2 separate regions of the Pan troglodytes genome follow, and region 1 is linked to region 2. A link is a contact called in public capture Hi-C data. All regions are on one chromosome and are shown on one strand. Each heading gives the region's core, a stretch centred on a gene start, on an enhancer-like site or on the middle of the called end of the contact. The rest is flanking DNA. Distances are from core to core; before and after follow the strand shown. Region 1 has its middle 89 kb from the start of ACAA2. Region 2 has its middle 66 kb from the start of LIPG.

Region 1 (6,529 bases), core at 3,033-5,532, 96 kb after region 2:
GAGACAAGAGCTATCATTGTTCTACTCTTGACTTTTTGTTTTTGTTTTTTATGTACTGCCAGTTTTCCTAAAGGATTTAAGGGAAGCTTTCACACATTAAAAAAGAAGGTCTGGGAAACACAACAGAGGAGAGAGAACTTGAAATGTGGCTCTACCCTCTCTCACAGCCATGGCTCAAAGGCAGCCCCTGGGGGTTGCCCCGTCTTGCGGTCACTCTAGGCATCGTGAGGGCACAGCACAGTGTGGGATGCAGGAGAAGGGCGGGCTGGCAGTGACCACATTTTTGTTTATAAGGAGAGATGGGAAAATTGCCCAGAAGTGGAGAGGTTCTTCCTTTTCCTTAGTAATTTGCAAAGAGAAACTCTGAGCCTTTTCGAGAGTGAGATGTTATCAGCAGGGAGGCGTCAGCGGACAATTGAGCATTGTTCTTTATCAGTGATTTCTCCCTCTGACTCACCTCCTCCCATATTCTCAGTCGACAGTAGTTGTCACCCTGTCAAAGTTGTGGCACCCCAGGACCACCTCTCAGTGCCATTTGCACTCTGATCTCAGTGGCTTCTATTTGTATTGACCTGATGCTCATCTAGGAACCATGATGTGGCATTTTCTTGTTTGATTCTCATCTTAACGGGAGGGAAGATCAGAAAGGTGAAAGTGATGATGAGACCTAGCTCCGAGATGGAACCCTTGATTTACCCAGGATTCTGCAATTCTATTTTAAAAGAATACCAAAAGTTGCCTCACCTATATGAAATGTCATGTGTCAGGAAAGAGTGTTTCACAAAAGTTAGGCTACATGCCAAAATTCCAGCCTTTTCTGTGCTTAGAACCCAGGTCAGGAAACACTGGTCAGGAGCTCTTCCTGCCCGGCCAATGTCAGGAAGGGTCTCGGGGTTTGGTTCCATTTCCAGCTCCTTGCTGGCCAGGCCAGGTCTGATTTGCTGCTGTCCCCAGTGCCAGGTACAGGCAGGTGGCTTCACAAGCATGCGACCTGTGCCATGGTGGGCCCCACAAGCAGAAAGCCCTGTGCTTGGTTTAATGCTCTGCTGTCACCAGCTTGGAATCCTGAATAATTTTATCTTTAAATTTTTTTTTTACTGTGGTAAAATGTATATAACATAAAATTTACCATTTTAATCATGTTTAAGTGTACAATTCAGTGGCACTGAGGGACATTCACAATGTTCCACAGCCATCACTGCCATGCATCTCCAGAACTTTTTCATCACCCCAAACAGAAATGCTGTACTTATCAATCAATAACTCCCCCATCCCCCCTTTCCCCAACCCCTGGTAACTTCTATTTTACCTCTATCTCTGCAACTTTGACTACTCTAGGAGCCTCATATAAGCAGAATCGTACAGTATTAGCCTTTGTGTCTGGCTTATTTCACTTAGCATAATGTCCTTAAGGTTCATCCATGGTGGTGCATGAATCAGAGTTTATCATTCTTTTTTGTTTTTTGTCTGTTTGTTTTTTTGAGACGGAGTCTCGCTCTGTAGCCCAAGCTGGAGTGCAGTGGCATGACCTCAGCTCACTGCAAGCTCCGCCTCCCAGGTTCATGCCATTCTCCTGCCTCAGCCTCCCGAGTAGCTGGAACTACAGGCACCCGCCACCACGCCCGGCTAATTTTTTGTATTTTTAGTAAAGACAGGGTTTCGGGTTTCGCTGTGCTAGCCAGGATGGTCTCAATCTCCTGACCTCGTGATCCTCCCGCCTCGGCCTCCCAAAGTGCTGGGATTACAGGCGTGAGCCACCGCACCCAGCCTTATTCTTTTTTAATGCTGAATAGTATTCCATCATATGGATAGACTACAGTTAATCTATCCATTCATCTGTCAATAGACATTCAGGTTCCTTCCACCTTGTGGCTATTGTGAATAATGCTGCTATAAACATTGGTGTACAAGTTGCTATTTTTAATTATTTAAAAAAGATTATTTTAAAAATTAGTAGATAAAAACCATTAAAACCCAAGGCTGATGGGAAGAAAATGGCAAAAAAAAAAAAAAAAAAAAAAGGATATTGAATGGTAACATACAGGGAATATCTGTTTCTTCCTTATTCATTTATGTCAACCTTTTCATCCATAACCAGTTATCAGATACCTCATAGATTTAATAATAGCTTTAGGGGTGGAAGGAGAGGAATAAACACCCACTGAATATACCTAGTAAGAACATTTAAAAATAATTAAAGAACATTTAAAAATAATTTGAAAATATTTTAAAAGTATATCTTGGAGTAGGGGTAAGAGGGTTCATTCTACCTTCTCACTTTCCTGGCTCAGTCTCCATCCCCAGGGGTTGGGAATTTGTGACCTGGTACAAGTTCCTGGGGGCCTGACGGGCTGAGTGCCCCCAGGAAGTTTCCAAGGGCCCTGGAAGGTTTATAGGCAAGACACCTTGGGGTCATTTCCTCCCCTCTACCATCTGGCCCCATTTGCTGTACTGAAGTGAATTCCAGTAAGATTAACACCCTTGATAAGGGAAGAGAAATGAAGAGGGAAGAGCTCTTTGACTTGGTCCTGGGAAATACACTTCTGTCTCTTGCCACACTGGAGGGCCAGCAATAGCTGAGCTGCCAGGGAGTGGGGGTCGGGCTGTAAAGTGAGACTTCCTTCAGTTCCCCACCTCCACTTCCTTATATTAGGAATTTTAACAAAAGGAGGAACATGAAACCAGATAGTAATAATCTATCAGCCTTTCATGTTGTCCTGGGAAATCTGCTTGAGAAGCCACACACAGGGGGTGAGTCACAGGGGTCCAGCCTTGCATTGGCTGGGAGGATCTCCTGATCCCTTGGAAGAAAGCTAGTCCTGCTCCTATTGGAAGGGAGCAGACCCAAAGGCCGCAGCGATTGCCTGGCTCGGTGACACTGGAACGCATTTCTACCACCAGGGCCTCCCAGCTTCTGCTCAGCTCCTGGCAGGCAGTGTGTGTGGGTTCTCGAAACTGTCTGTGAAGTTTGGAAGGAAGTCCTGACTAGGTTAGGAAAATAAGAAAGACAGTCCATGGCACAGCCAACAAAATCTGTGTATGAGTGTCTGCCCCGTAAAGACAGGCCACGAAGTCTGCACCTGGTTCAAATTATCCGACTCATCCCTCCCAGGGGTGGCAATTCTGATGTGACTGAAAAAGTGTGAAGGCTTCTTAATCCTGCAGAAAAATCACACTTTCCATAGTAACAGCTCAGTCCTGGTTTGGATCTTAAGACTTGGGCCTGGCAGGCAGGTCAGTGCTCTGAAATCCTAGAAGGGAAGATTTACCAACTCTCCCATGGCAACTGTCTGGAAACTGACTGGCCACAGTGACCACCGGCTCCTATCTTCTGGGTCAGGCCTCAGCCAACTCTTTTGCTCCCCTCCATCTCTGTGGGCCACCTCTCTCTGTTTACCGTGGACACGTCTTTTCCATTTTCTGGAAGAAAATGAGAAAAAGAATCTAGAAATTATTGCTTTTTTTTTTTTTTTTTTGAGATGGAGTCTCACTCTTTTTGCCCAGGCTGGAGTGTAGTGGCGCAATCTCGGCTCACTGCAACCTCTGCCTCCCAGGTTCAAGCAATTCTCCTGCCTCAGCCTCCCGAGTAGCTAGGATTATAAGCAAGTACTACCATGCCCGGCTATTTTTTTGTATTTTTTAGTAGAGACAGGGTTTCACCATGTTGGCCAGCAGGCTGGTCTGAAACTCCTGACTTCAAGTGATCCTCCTGCCTGGGCCTCCCAAAGTGCTGGGATTACAGGTGTGAGCCACCAAGCCCAGCCAAGAAGTTTTCTCTAGCTCTGTGTACAATGCATTCTGGGCAATATAGATCTGTTATAAGGGCTTGGTGAAAGGGGGTGGGGTAGGGAGACACAATGTCCTAAAATGTAGGAGCTGGAACAATAAGAGCTGGCATTTAAAAAAAAAAAGTTTTCATAAACACCAGCCTTGGTGCCTCATTTCATTTACTCCTTACCACAAATGACTGGAGGTAGTTGCCTGATTTTATAGGTGAAGGCAGGTTAAGTAACTTGTCCCTGTCCACATGTGTTGTAAGTGGCAGCACTGACATTCAACTCAACCCCATCTCAGCCCAGGGCCCATGTTCTATCACTAAGCTACCCGCAAAAGGACTTTGGAGAGCACCTTGCTTAGAGCTCTCATTTATCCAATGCAGTGGAGGCTCCAGGGTCCCAAGGGACTCCCTCAAAGTCATGTAATTAGCTAATGAAAAAGTTGGGATGAGAAGCCAGATGCCCTGTCTCCTGCGCCAGGGTAACATGGTTGAAAGAGCTTGTGACTGTGCCCTTAGAGTCGGGGTGACCTCAGGCAAGCTGATGATCACTGAGCTGCCAAGTCGCCATCCGTAGAACCAGCATGGAAGAGACCTACCTTGTAGTTTGCAGTGAGGGTTAGATGCAAGAGTCGACGCAAAGCTCCCAGTGTTGAACTTGGTGCTTGTTAGAGATTTAACACAGTTACTATTATTTACCCTGGCAATGGTACCATCCTATTTCACTCACACAGTTTCTCCTTGTTTGCTAAGATAATAACTAAGTCTGTTTCCTCGGCTGGACAGGGGCGGAACTGGGCACAGGGCAGGCCCCTGCCGACCCTTACAGATCAGCAGAGAGAACCTCTTACTTGGCCCATGGTTTGGAGTAATAATCAAAACCCGTGCTTGGGATCCAAGAACTGGGCTGAGCCCTGGGCTGGAGCTGACCTACCATGAGGGAGATGACAATACAGTGACCAATGTCCCAGTTTACACAGGACTGAGGGGTTTCCCGGGACGTGGGCCTTTCAGTCCTCAAACCAGAACATTTCTGGAAATGGCTGGCCACATGACAGCAGCAAGTCGGGGCCAGGGTGAATACCCTTGGGCCTCGGTAGAGCGAGGAGTGGCTTCCAGAAGAGAGTTTGGGGCATCCCAGCGGCAGTGTCTGGGGCCACCCTGGAGAGTTATTTCCTGGTAAAGGTGAAGGGCTTTGGAGCAATGAAGTAATTCCTGGGAAAAGAAGCCCATGGGCCTTAAACTCCTGTGGGGCAGGGAAGCCAGGCCGCTCTTGGGCCCCTAGAGCACTGAGTTCTGATATTGAGGGCCCCAGGATTGGGGTGCTGCAGAGACTTGGGCGAACAATGTCATGAAGAGGGGGAGGCCAAATGGCCTCCACTGGGCCTTTGGTGGCAACATTCTCCTCTCAGCATAGATTCTGGGAAAGGTGAGGCTTTCTGGCGCCCCCTAGGGCCCAAAGGCTGGAGCAAGCCCGATGGGGAAAAGGCACTGCAGTTGCTCTGGGCCTTGGATGAGACTTCCTCTCGTGGGCCTCCATTCCCCCATCTGTGAGACGCCTAAATGACTCAGGGACACGTCTAGCTGAGACAGTGGGTGAGGCAAAGCAAAGACATTGATACTACTTTCTCTCTTTTTTTCTTTTTCTTCTTTTTTTTTTTTTTTGAGATGGAGTCTTGCTTCGTCACCCAGGCTGGAGTGCAGTGGCTTGATCTCGGCTCACTGCAACCTCTGCCTCCTGGGTTGAAGCAATTCTCCTGCCTTAGCCTCCAGAGTAGCTGGGACTACAGGTGCGTGCCACCACACCCGGCTAATTTTTAGACGGGGTTTCACCGTGTTAGCCAGGATGGTCTCTATCTCCTGAGCTTGTGATCCACCTGCCTTGGCCTCCCAAAGTGCTGGGATTATAGGCATGAGCCAACACGCCCAGCTCACTTTCTCTTTAAACTCCGTAAGAACTGCCCCATTTCATTAAAAAAAAAAAAAAAAAAAAACAGGTACAGTGGCTCATTCCCGTAATCCTAGCACTTTGGGAGGCCAGGGTGGGCAGATCACCTGAGGTTGGGAGTTCAAGACCATCCTGGCCAACATGGCGAAACCCCGTCTCTACTAAAAATACAAAACTTAGCCAGGCATGGTGGTGCGTGTCTGTAATCCCAGCTACTCGGGAGGCTGAGGCAGGAGAATGGCTTGAACCCGGGAGGCAGAGATTGCAGTGAGCTGAGATCGTGCCACGGCCCTCCAGCCTGGATGACAGAGTGAAACTCCATCTCAAGAAAAAAAAGGGAGCAAATGGCTCATGATCATGGCCCAAGATCATGAAGTCTTTGTCAGTCTGTGCAATTCAGGAACGCAGGGCAGAAAATAGTCTTGATCTGTCCTCTCTCTCCCTCAATGAGCACAATTTCCAGCTGCTTCCCTAGTGGTTTGGCAAAATAGAGCAGTCAGAAGTTTAGGAGTCCAGCTTTCAGTCCTGGCCGTGCCTGTTCCTGTTCCCAAGTGTCCTTTTCACATGTCTGAGCCTATGTCCCCATCTGTGAAGGGTGGGGGCATGGGGCATTCCTATTTTGATTCTCTCAGAGGTTGTTGCAAGAAGCAAATATGAAAGGGCTTTGAAAAAGATAAAGTTCCACTCATACTTAAAGGATTATTGTTTACTTAATTCCTTGAAAGAAAATCACAGTGGGAACTTCCTCAGGCCCTGGAGGGTTGAGTTTTCTGGGGGTAATTTCAATTTATCTGATGGGGATTCTA
Region 2 (6,055 bases), core at 1,982-4,481:
AAACACGGCATCCAATTCCCAGGGGAGCTTGTGAAACACACACACACACACACACACACACACACACACACACACACACACACATCGCTACCCATGTGGTTGTGTCTTGGTAGGACTGTAGTGTGGCCTGAGAATCTGCATGTTTACTGAACTCACCAGGTGATTCTGCCACATAGCCAGGTACAGGAACCACAGCTCTAACCCAGCATGAAGTGATCGGCGGTGGATACATCAACTTCCAAATTGGCCCCCATTCTGTTCCCTCTCTGTGCTTCTCCACTGCTTCTCAGCTGCCACGCTACGCTCTGTGTGCGTGCCCGTACGTGTGTGCATGCTCAAGAGTGTACAGTTCTCAGATCCACCCTCCCTACAATGAATGAAACTCTCCCACAGCCCTTCCCTGCCAGTTTTGAGAATCACTGCTTTCCTCATTTCCACGTCTCAGGCTGCATAGGAGAGGAAGTTCATCTGTGTGTGCACTGGGCTTTGGGATGCTGTTCCTTTGTTGGAGGGAGCAGAGCCCTTCCATGGCCTTGGGGGACATTTGGAAATGAAAGGAAAAGGTGCACCCCAGAGGTGGGGCTGTCTCTGGCCTGGACACGTGCTCTGTGGACCAACAGTTTTGCCATTGATAGGTGGTCTTACAGGGGGTCGTATAAAATTCCTCTGGAAATGCTGGGCGTGGTGGCTCAGGCCTGTAATCCCAGCACTTTGGGAGGCTGAGGCAGTTGGATCACAAGGTCAGGAGATCGAGATCAGCTTGACCAATATGGTGAAATCCTATCTCTACTAAAAATACAAAAATTAGCCAGGCATGGTATCGCATTCCTGTAATCCCAGCTACTTGGAAGGTTGAAGCAGGAGAATCGTTTGAACCTGGGAGGCGGAGGTTGCAGTGAGCCAAGATTATGCCATTGCACTCCTGCCTGGGTGACAGAGCAAGACTCTGTGCCCCCCCCCTCCAGAAAAAAAAATCCTCTGGAAAGAAAGGTGCCGCGTTAGCTGTGAGGTGTGCCCACAGTGCCAGCCCACAGGGGCTGCTTTCTGTTTCGGGTCCTTGCCCCTTCCTGGGAATGCATGGGTAATAAAAGGAGCAGAACTGGCACTCAGCTCAGTCACTGATGATAGATGACGCTGCTTACACAGTGAGAAGGGCTCTGAGCCAGGGTGGAAGGGCCCACACCATGCCTTGGGGGATTTACTTTGAGGAAAAACTCGGGGGCCTTTTGTCCCTAGGGGTGCCCCAGAAAGCCTCCTCAACCCTGTTTCTCTAGGCCCACAGGCACGCCTTGCCCACTCCACATGCTTGCCTCTAGGCCAGTACCTGCCCACCCCACTTCCCTTGATGTTCTGTGCTCCAAGTCCCCTCCCCTTTGCCTCAGAAGACAAGCACAGGCCTCTTGTCACCTGAAGGGCTTCCTGCCCTTGCCACAGGGAGAACAGAGGTGTGTAATGGCACAAAGGGGGCATTGCAGGGCATGCGCCTTGCCTGGGTTGCCCCCAGCGTGGCCCCTGGCTCCTGACTTCCTTCCGAGATTGAAGAAGGAAGTCGTGTGCACAGAGGTCAGTAACAGCCCTACCAGCCCCGGCTCCCTGTGTCAAAAATGCAACAGCTCACACCTCACTTGTCTTTCCACATCTTCTTTCCTGCCTGTCTATTCTTCTATCCTGCTGACTTTTATTTTTATTTTTTATAAAGTCCAATTAATCAATTTTAAAAAATAGATTGTACTTTTGGTGTTGTAACTCTTTCTCGTGCACTCACTCTCTCGCCTTCTCGCTCGCTCTCTCTTTGAGACAAGGTCTTGCTCTGTTGCCAGGTTGAAGTGCAGTGGCATGGTCATGGCTCACTGCAACCTCGACTTCCTAGGCTCAAGTGATCTTCCCACCTCAGCCTCCCGAGTAGCTAGAACCACAGGTGTGTGCCACCATACCCGACTAATTTTGATTTTTGTGGAGATGGAGTTTCACTCTGTTGCCCAGGCTGGTCTTTAACTCATGGCCTCAAGTGATTCTTCCACCTCAGCCCTCCAAAGTGCTGGGATTATGCATGAGCCACTGCACCCATCCTCGGTTGGCTTTTTGAGCCTCTTTCTCTTTGTTTCCCCTTTTGGATCAATAGTGAACACGTGGGGGCTACCCTGCATTCTGATGTGGCCAATCCCTGGTCCTGGCCCCCTAGATTAATGCCCTGAGTCAATCAGCCATCCTCCAGACCATCCTCAATCTTATCCCTGGTCCTGGCCCCATCCTTTGAATCTTGCTGACCTGAGTGGAGGAAGTAGACAGGGAAGGAATCTAGCTGGGGAGGAGGAAGGAGGGCTTCTTCCTTGCCTCCACTCAACAGCTCTCTTTGCTATGTCCTTCGAGTGCTCTCCGATTAAGACGGCCTGGCTCAGGCCCCTCTTATACCCTGTTGCTCTCAGCACTTACATATCATGGCCATGACTTTGCAGGTTGACAGGAAACCAAAGCTTCATGTGAGCACATGCTATCATCCCAGTTAGATCAAAGAGGGCAGGAGATGCACCCTGCACTCACTAGTGCCCTGCACGCTAGCAGAAGTCCAGCTGCTTGGCTAACTGGTTACTCCTGGTGAGACATTTCCTGGCTTCCTGGGAGGCACTGAAGGCAGTTTCCACCAGAGGCTTGGTCTCCAGGAAAGCCAACGCAAAGAAGAGCTAGCTCTCTTGGTGGGAAGAATTCCTGGGCTTATAAAGGAAGCATTTCAATGACCAAAGCACTGTGTTTACTCATTCATTTATTCTTTCATTCATTAATTCCTAGTAGGCCTACTCAGTGCCAATCTAGGTAATACACAGTCCCTGGGAGCTTACCATCTTGTTGGGAAGATGAGACTTGAAACAATGGGACAAGGCAAATAAGATTAAATGCCCCAGATACTTGATTTGAATCATGGATTGAGGAGGTAAGAGAAGAATGGTGGGGCTGTAGGAGAGGGTCGGTGCTCTCTAGGAAGCAAGCGGTTTCCCAGCCCTGGAAGAAAGGGAAGGATTTAGACATGTAGATGAGAACATGGAAGACCTTCCAGACACAAGAAATGAGCCAAACCTCGGTGTTTTGCAGTGAGAGCAGAGGGCGTTCTGGGGCAGTGGAGGGAGCTTGAAGAAATCAGTGTGGGTTCTGTGCTGCTGCCCTGGATGCAGCAGGCCGGTGGGCCATGCTGGCCATTCCAAGCCTTGTCTGGGAATTGCTCTGGTAACCAAGAATGCACTGAGAGTGACGGACGTGCTGAGGCTGCACTCCCCTCTTCCCATGCCCTATGAGCAGGCCCAGGCGGGGCCGAGGCCCCATCTAAACCACTCTTGTCTTGGTTCCGGCCCAGAAGTAGCAAGAGAAGCTGGAAAGGCAAAGCTTCTTGATTTCCACTGCTTTCTGAGCTGGCCAGGTGGAAGGCAGCCAGGGAGGAGCAGCTGGCGACAGCCCGCCTGACTGCCTCGGATGGCAGGCAGCTACTCAAGGGAACAATTGGGCAGAAGCAGGGGGCAGGGGGGTCAGGGAACATGGGCCAGTGGAATTCTGAACAAGGTCAAAGTCCAATTTGGTACAGTGCTTGATTACCAATTTAAATCTCATCTTTCCTTCCAGAGTGGCTGCCCCCTGCAGGAGAGGCCAGGGCTGCCACAGGGGAAATTTGCATTTTAGGACTCCAAGTGCAGGGCGCCCTGGCAGGGCTGTACTCAGCCGGCGGTCCAACGGGTGCTCGCCCTTGCACCTGGCAGTCGCATGTTGAATATGCTCCTATTTTCCCTACTTCTGGCTGCCTGTATGCTTGGGAAACAAACACAAAACGAAAAACTCTTCTTACCTCTTGCAGTCAGGGGAGGATCCCAAAGCATGCAGGGTGGGAGGTGGTGGGGTCTAGACAGTGGGTAGTGATCGTAGGTTTTTCACACCTGAGGCTGGAAGAAAGTGCTAAGGGATTGGCAGTCAAATGGGCAGCAGGGCACTTAAGGGGGTGATGTGGAATGGAGCCCATAGAAAGAGGCAGGAATCTGGGGTGCAGTGGTGGCTCAAGGGTGGGTTCTACAGAAATGGTTGATCGATTGATTCCAGGCATGTAATTCGGTTTGAAAACAAGCTCCTTTGAGACTCTTCCCTTGGGGCAGTTGGTTCTCAGTCTTTGACTTCACCTGGGGTGCTTTTGAAAATATTAATGCCTAATTGCTAATGGCCTGGAAATTCTTTCCTACTTTATTTTATTCATCCATTCATTCTCATCAAGAAAGCAAACCTATGCTTTTTAAAATTTTTAATTTTTGCTCCTAAAAAAGCAAACCTAAACCTGCAAATTCTGATTTAGCAAATCCACAACTTCTGTCTCTTCCCATCAACACCAGTACCTCTACCACCATTACCACCATCCCAAGGTAAGGTGTGGAAAGCTCCTCTGCCCTGGCATGTCCTACAGAACTCCCTGGGGTGGGTCTTTTTGTTACCCCTTTACCATTAAATCAACACACATTTATTGGGTACCTAAGTGTTGGTGAGAATAGCTGCACAGCCTAAAGTCTAGGCTGCTTTTGGTGTTTGGTTTCTTTCGGCTGTATAGGACTTTCTGTGAGAAGAGGGAGTATATGGTGCAATTTGTTCATGACGTCAGAGTTCATGGGGACAATGACCTGCTTGCAGGGAGTTTGCTTGCTGGCATATCCAAAGGCAATGCCTGTTGCAATCTTTTAGCTGCTGTGGGGCTGGGCATCAGGACTGGATTACCCAACACCCTGTGACCAGGAGCCTTGTGGGTACACACACACACACACACCCACACCCTTCCTTACCTGAGGCACCTGAAGATACATTTTGTGCATCCTGCAGTTAAGTTGATGGTCAACCAGGCTTAGCTGGCCCAGACTCCATCTGAGTAATCCTGGGACTCATGGAGTGCACTTAGATTTATTGTGGGCCCCAGGGGTTCATCACTCTTCCCTTTTCAGGTGACAATGGGGACAGAAGCTGCCGTGATGGGGACCCTCTGTTATCTTTTCTTGTCTGACTGGAAGGAGAAAGGAATGCCTGAAATCAGCCTATTGCAGAGGACAGTGGGCTCCCTCAGGACTCAGAGTCCTCAGGCTCTCACTAGTGTCCATGGCTGGCAGGATGTCTGGGAGGCTACTCAGAGATGGCCACTAGATAACCAGGCTACATATGATATTTGCTGGGACACGTTCCCCACATGGAAACTCCAACCCCACCCAGTCCCATTTGCCACTCACCTTGGAAGTGTTAGGAGCTTTCGTGGGGGCACATTTAGGCCCCACTGCAGATCAGAAATCCTCAGTAGCTCCAGGGGCCCACAGCGTAAAGCCCAGAGGCCTTCGGGTGCCATCCAGGACATTTTGTCATCTCCTCCCAACTGTCCCCTCCAGCCCCTTCTGCCTTTCCTCTCCCTTGGATCTTCTGCTCAGACTGGCCCCCTCTCTGCCCACCTCACCCCTGACTCACCTAGGATGTTCCCCAGGCCTTTGACCCCACGTGCCGTTAGTACCGAAGGTGGGGAGCACTCGCTTTCTCCCTGGATGCCTACCAAATCCCGCCACACATTCTAGGACCAGTTCTAGGAAACCTGCCTCCACTGGGAGTGATTTCTGGGCGTTTCTCCAGGGTGGTGCCTTGTATTAATCACCTCTGCATCTGCATTGCTTGGCATGGTGTGAAGAAGACTCTCAAGAAGCCCTGGCTGGATCAACACTCGCACATGAATGATCTCTGTCCTTCCTGCGGCACTCTGCCTTAGGTGTGCTTGTTTGCATGTGCGTGTATCATCTTAACCACCTCATGAGCTCACAGAAGGCACAGCCATGCATTTCACTCCTCTACGACCTCACAGGCAGCCAGGCCTCTTGTGCATGCAAGTGTTCTGTGATAGATGTGTTCTGATGATAAGGAAGACAGACATTGAAAGTAGCTTTCTTTCTGCTCCCTGATTTGGACCCTGGGCTCCAGCCAAGCCTGTTTCTTCACTGTCCCTGTCACATGCTCCCTGCTCCCCTGGGCGATCACATTTGCTCATTCTGTTCTCTAGTCCCTACTT

The links. Capture Hi-C pulls out chosen DNA fragments and counts their contacts.
Region 1: a capture Hi-C map of stem cell-derived neural stem cells shows a contact between it and region 2, with 2.2 times the contacts expected there. The contact joins two enhancer-like sites.

Annotation. Positions count from the first base shown.
Region 1 is chr17:59,791,124-59,797,652 of NHGRI_mPanTro3-v2.0_pri, forward strand. No RefSeq gene overlaps it. Among named protein-coding and RNA genes, the nearest start is that of ACAA2, 89 kb to the right of the region's middle. Within about 2 kb of position 4,283, at least 3 of the 24 cell types and tissues checked have an H3K27ac peak or open chromatin away from gene starts, as enhancers often do. A contact at or near this core is called in stem cell-derived neural stem cells, where this site is marked.
Region 2 is chr17:59,696,295-59,702,349 of NHGRI_mPanTro3-v2.0_pri, forward strand. No RefSeq gene overlaps it. Among named protein-coding and RNA genes, the nearest start is that of LIPG, 66 kb to the left of the region's middle. Within about 2 kb of position 3,232, at least 4 of the 24 cell types and tissues checked have an H3K27ac peak or open chromatin away from gene starts, as enhancers often do. A contact at or near this core is called in stem cell-derived neural stem cells, where this site is marked.